Regions from separate parts of the Arachis hypogaea genome. Here region 1 is linked to region 2. Evidence: chromatin contacts called from public Hi-C data. All regions are on one chromosome and are shown on one strand. The core of a region is the stretch at or near the end of the contact, and the rest is flanking DNA. Distances in the headings are between cores, read along the strand shown. Region 1 has its middle 3.9 kb from the start of LOC140181063. Region 2 holds the start of LOC112765475 (general transcription and DNA repair factor IIH subunit TFB4).

The links. A called contact is a pair of places that touch in the nucleus more often than the background predicts.
Region 1: a Hi-C map of an unstated tissue shows a contact between it and region 2, with 5 times the contacts expected there. The contact joins the enhancer-like site here to the promoter of LOC112765475 in region 2. A contact is called at or near these places in 3 of 8 Hi-C or Micro-C datasets (leaf and an unstated tissue).

Annotation. Positions count from the first base shown.
Region 1 is chr17:126,839,245-126,841,944 of arahy.Tifrunner.gnm2.J5K5, reverse strand. No RefSeq gene overlaps it. Among protein-coding and RNA genes, the nearest start is that of LOC140181063, 3.9 kb to the left of the region's middle. Within about 2 kb of position 1,449, at least 1 of the 3 cell types and tissues checked has open chromatin away from gene starts, as enhancers often do.
Region 2 is chr17:126,695,301-126,698,000 of arahy.Tifrunner.gnm2.J5K5, reverse strand. It overlaps LOC112765475 (general transcription and DNA repair factor IIH subunit TFB4), which reads right to left and starts at 1,335. Exons shown (of 11, transcript XM_025811374.3): 1 at 1,116-1,335; 2 at 952-1,040; 3 at 583-865; 4 at 366-412. The coding sequence starts at 1,146.

The DNA.
Region 1 (2,700 bases), core at 200-2,699, 140 kb before region 2:
TTTAATTACTGTTTCGATTTTGTCATAGCCAATTCCACTAGACAAGATTATTATTAATTATTCGATTCCTATTGCATTAATAATAATATTATCTCTTATATGTTTTACACTTATACTTTCCAATATCTCATGAGAGAAAAATTTGAAAAAAATCTATTTTCCTTTAAATTTTATTTAAAATAGATAAGTTATGGTTCTCAATACTAGAATGAATTAGTTTGTATTAATTCAAAATTAATTATTAGACTAATTTAATTCATAATAAAAAAATTAATTACAAGCGGATAAGTAAAAAATAAACTAGTCGAACTAATTCAGTTGAATTAGTTCAATTTAACAAAATATTATATATATATCACATATTAGTTCAATTCAGAAATAAAATCCAAACCAAAATCGCCTACCATAAAAAGAATGACAAGTGCAAGTAGTACTACTAATTAATATGCCGGCATATATATATATATATATATATATATATATAGAGTTTTAAGTGTACCGGAAATACGGTGTTTCAATTGTTTTAACCGTTAATCTAAATTATAAAAAATATATATAATATATATTAATTGAAATTAACGGTTAAAATAACTGAAACATTAGTGTTCCTAGATACACTTAAAATTTTTCCACTATATATATACTCTGCAGGTTCCACAACTTTAAATAACTGTACGAAAAAAAAAAATGAGATCCCTTCTAATTGTCAACAATGATTTGACTTGCGACGGATGGATACAAGCCAGCAATCTATATATATATATATACCTTTATTGGGTGGAAGAATATGAATATGAATATGATTTCTGTTATTATTCGCTGGAAAATTTAACCAGATTTTGAAATATAAAGAACGATGTCATTATTTATGTTATTTTTTTTATTAATTTAAATTTTGAGGATAAATAATTTTATAAGAGATGCAAACTTAATCATATAATATGCAGCATAACATGTGTTGGTAAGGATTTTTAGATTTTGAACAAAATATTAATTAAGAAAGCTGAAGATGGTTGAAGATTGAACACTGGCCACTAGTTAGTGTAGTTGACAACGGATTCTCAATAATAAATATGTATATTATTATTGGAGATAATAATAATCATAGTAAATTAAAAAAATCAATCATGGAAATTCAATTAACTAATTTGGATTAGTCGAGCGATCAGTTTACTTATTCCTTTAAATAAGTGTCGAAGTTTGAATTTTACTTTATATATGTAATAATCCATTAGTCAATAATAAAATAGATTAATTTCTGGGACTGAGAGATATAATAGGCAAAAAAAAAAAAAAAAAAAACCCATAAAAACTCATTTTATTATATGTATCTTAATCATATATAATACCTAAGTTATTTATATATTAATCATATATATATTATATGTAGAAATAACAATATAGACATATAGTGTTAGAATTGAGATTAGAAAAAGAGATCTAGCTAGAGTGTGGCATGGGTTCCTTTAGCCCCACCATATAGCAAATTGTATTTGTTTTACATTTATTATTTTGCTAAGTGCTTGAATTCATTTCATCCCTCTCGTATGGTGGGATTCCACCAACCTAAACCTGATTGCTTCATGGAATCCAAACACGAAACCACCAACTTTGATTCCCGGGCCATGTCTCTGCTCCAAATTGCACCAATGAATCCAAAAATAATTTCAGCTTAACTTGTAATCTTTTCGTGAATGCACATTATTCGTAGATAAGTGAATATAATAATACCATCATTAATCATTAATTCATTATCATAGATCATCGTAATCATCATGCATTATTATACGTGTTAATGAAAGTACACTAATATTTTTATGCCAAGGAGTGTCATACTACCACAACTTTAATCAAATCTTTATGGTTTGAGCATTTTTAACTAAGTCTGCAATTGTACAAGTTTTTTTTTTTCTAACTAAAGTCTTCTTAGTTAATGCAACGTTACGAAATTTTAGCAATTGAATATTATAAAATGAAAAATACCAGAAGACTATTAGAATTTATTATTTTTAGTTATTAGTTAGTTATTAATGTTTAAACGACTATAATATATGTATACCAAAATCAACCATCAAAGTTAGTTACCAATATAAAATACATGTTAGAATACAAATACACATTAAAAATTTAAACTACATATGTATTTATACACAACTATATTAGTGGTTAATTAATTTTGGTATACCAATAACATTTTTTGATGTTTAAAAGTTTGAACTAAATTATATATGTTATTAAATTATTAAATTAAAAAAAATAGATTAATAACTAAAAATAATAATAAAAAATGATAAATTTTAATGATATTCTAACCATTTTTCTTATAAAATTTTATGAAAAAAGAATCGGGAGGCGGGGGGACTTAATAATGGCATGAAGAGAAAGTATACAGGAGTTTTTTTTTTTTTCCTCAAATAATAGTAATAATAATACTACGTACACAAACATGAAATATATAAGTCACCAAAAAAACATGAAATATATAACTACACGGAACCCATTATACAAAACTTTCTTCTATCCTCTTTAATTTAAACATAGATTGATGCATTTAATCTTTTTATGTCTTAACTTCCTTTTCTGTAAAAGAAAAGTGAAAAAAAAAAAGAGACAAAAATGACAACTCCATAATTTTCCCCCCTCTAGTAGACATACATGTAAGTGTGTGTGTATCATACGTTGAGAAATCCATCAAGCACT
Region 2 (2,700 bases), core at 86-2,585:
ATTTATTAGTCAAAATCTGCAAATCTTTAACAAAATGGTAAAATAAAGCCGAAACACGCAAATAAAATAAAAGAACAGGTGAATCATATCTCAATACTCATTCTACGATTTATACCAGTTCAGAATAAACTAGATTTCACAACTCATTTATAACTTGGAATGATCTTTATTTAGGTCTTTCCCTCTCATTTCTGGTAATACAATATCAACTAAAACACATGCCCACTAAAACAAAAAGATATTACTAAGCCGATCACACTTGATTAATAGCAACCCATTACATTCAAGTGCAGTATAAAACTCTATCTAAGAACACACTCATGATCAGGCATTAGGCAAGCATATAAGAATGTATATATACACACCCGAGGCTGAGGATGAATGGGTCCCGAACGAAAAGCTCTCTGTATATCTGAATAGCAAATCAGGTCAAGCAAAAATCTCACAATAAACTTACAAGTCCATAGTGAAAATTCTTAGATATCAGAAGTAATACATAACTAAACTTCTACCCTAATCATTTAAAATAAGACATTTTCATAACTAAAAGAAGCATTGAATGCAATGACTGGAAGAGGATACAACAAAGCGCCATGGACAAGGATCCCGAAAGGAGCGAAGGAGGAGGAGCTCCTCCACCTGCAGCATTATCCCTGGGCTTTGCCAAATGCTGGTCCTTAGCTAGGAAAACCTCGAGATTGTGCAGCAAATCGGAGTAGAGGGAGGGCATGGAACCGGTGGTGGAGCCATGGTTCTTATCGGAAGAAGAATCGTAGAGGTAGGTGCAGGAATTGCAGCCAGTGGCGATAACCACAACCTGATTGAGCTGACTAAGAAGCAGGATCGAGTTGAGAAACGCAAGCACCTGAAAAAATAAAGAAAGAATTAGGGGGAAAAACGGAAGGGAAGGGGGTCTAGGGTTTATGAGAGGAAGAGGATGAAGTTGGTTACATGAGAGAGGAACTCGGAGAAAGGGAAGGAGAAAGTGGACCAGAAGAAAGGGTTGGTGTCTAGCGTCACGACGAGGAGGCTGACGTCATCTGCAACGGATTGAATGAAGAAAGGGATCAGAAAATGAATGGAATTGGAAGGGCAGGTGAAAGCACAGTACGAACCTGAATAGAGCTTTGAAGGAGCAGAAGGCATGCTTCCACTTTCACACACTGCCACCGCCACTTACTCAGCCGCACTCCGCCCACATAAAATGTCTCAACTCTCAGATTGTCCTTGGTTAATGGTTACTATCTAAGACAATTTATGACCCAATTAACGGAAGCGTCTTTCCGAGTGTATTTTAATTTTAGGTATACGATATAACAGTATAAAATTAATTACAATTTAGTAGTTAACAATAGTGTATAAATAATCTTTGAGTAAGGTAATAATTAGGTAATTGAAGATTTTGATTTTGGATTAATTAATTTCTGTCTATGATAGTAAATAATAGATATGTGATGTTATTCTATTAAGAGTATTTATTTAAATTGGTCTCTAAAAAATTTTAAAGTGGATGTTTTAGTTCTCAACTAAAATTAATCACTCCGTTAGTATTTAATGTTTTCTGGTGTCAGACAAAATGATCCTTCCGTTAGATTGGTATGTTAAAGTCTAACGGCGAAGTCCAACGTGTCACATTGAGTTGATGACACAAATGGTAAGTGACACGTGAAAAAGCAGATAAAGTGGTCCCTATGTTGAATTGTACAAAAACGACAATGAAAAATTGCATATAGCCATGAAACGACGTGTGAAATCAAATTCTTCTTCTTCCTCTTGCCAAAACCCTAAATTATCGAAAGCTATAGTTGTTAACAATGACAACCGGAAAAAGTTGTGGAAGTTCATATCAGCGGCGAGTTAAAGCTAGTGGTGACGGAAGTGTTAGCAGTGGTTCTGCCCACGGTGGTAGGTTCAGAGTCGCCAGAAGAAAAATTCGAGATGTCATTACAGAGTCTATGCCATAATTGTAGAGTTTGAAACGGAGAAAAATATGAAAAGACCTTTCTTTGGCTGTCCTTTTTTGAAGGTAATGTATCGATGATTTTAAACTTTTTTTGTATGCAAAACATTATTTCTGATAATGTTGTACCCTAAACCCTTCTATCTGTATGGGTAGGAGAAAACTCCCCACTGTGATTTTTTTGTGTGGTTTGATAGGGTATTTCAATGTGATGGTCATGGTGGAGAAGATGATGATGCTCTTGCGGAGAAGGTGAAGAAGCTGAAAGAATTGCTTGATGTATTTGAGAAGAAGAACAAGAATGCCGTTGAGAATAGACGATGGTTTGGGTGCTGCAGTCCTGTGTTCTTTTTCATTCTAGGATTTATGATATGTGTTCTTGTAGGTAGGATTTAGGTAGATTGAGGAAGATTTTATCTTATGTTATATAGTTGAATAAGTAATTACAGTGTTAGCTTTTGTTTATGCAACACTAATCTGTAAGTGCTAGGACAAGCAATGAACGATGAGTAGGTGAATGATGAGTATTTGCTGATAGAGAAAAGTTGTATTAGAAATGAAATAAAATCAGACGTACTTAAATTTAAGTACCATACTTTCATTCCATATAACCAAAGTTTTAAACAAAAAGGTAGTTAGTCTTTAAGTTTTTGCTAGGACTAATAAGATATTCCACCAAAAAAGTGCAGTGACATGCATTATCAACATAATAACCAAACATAGACAGATCACATTGTCTC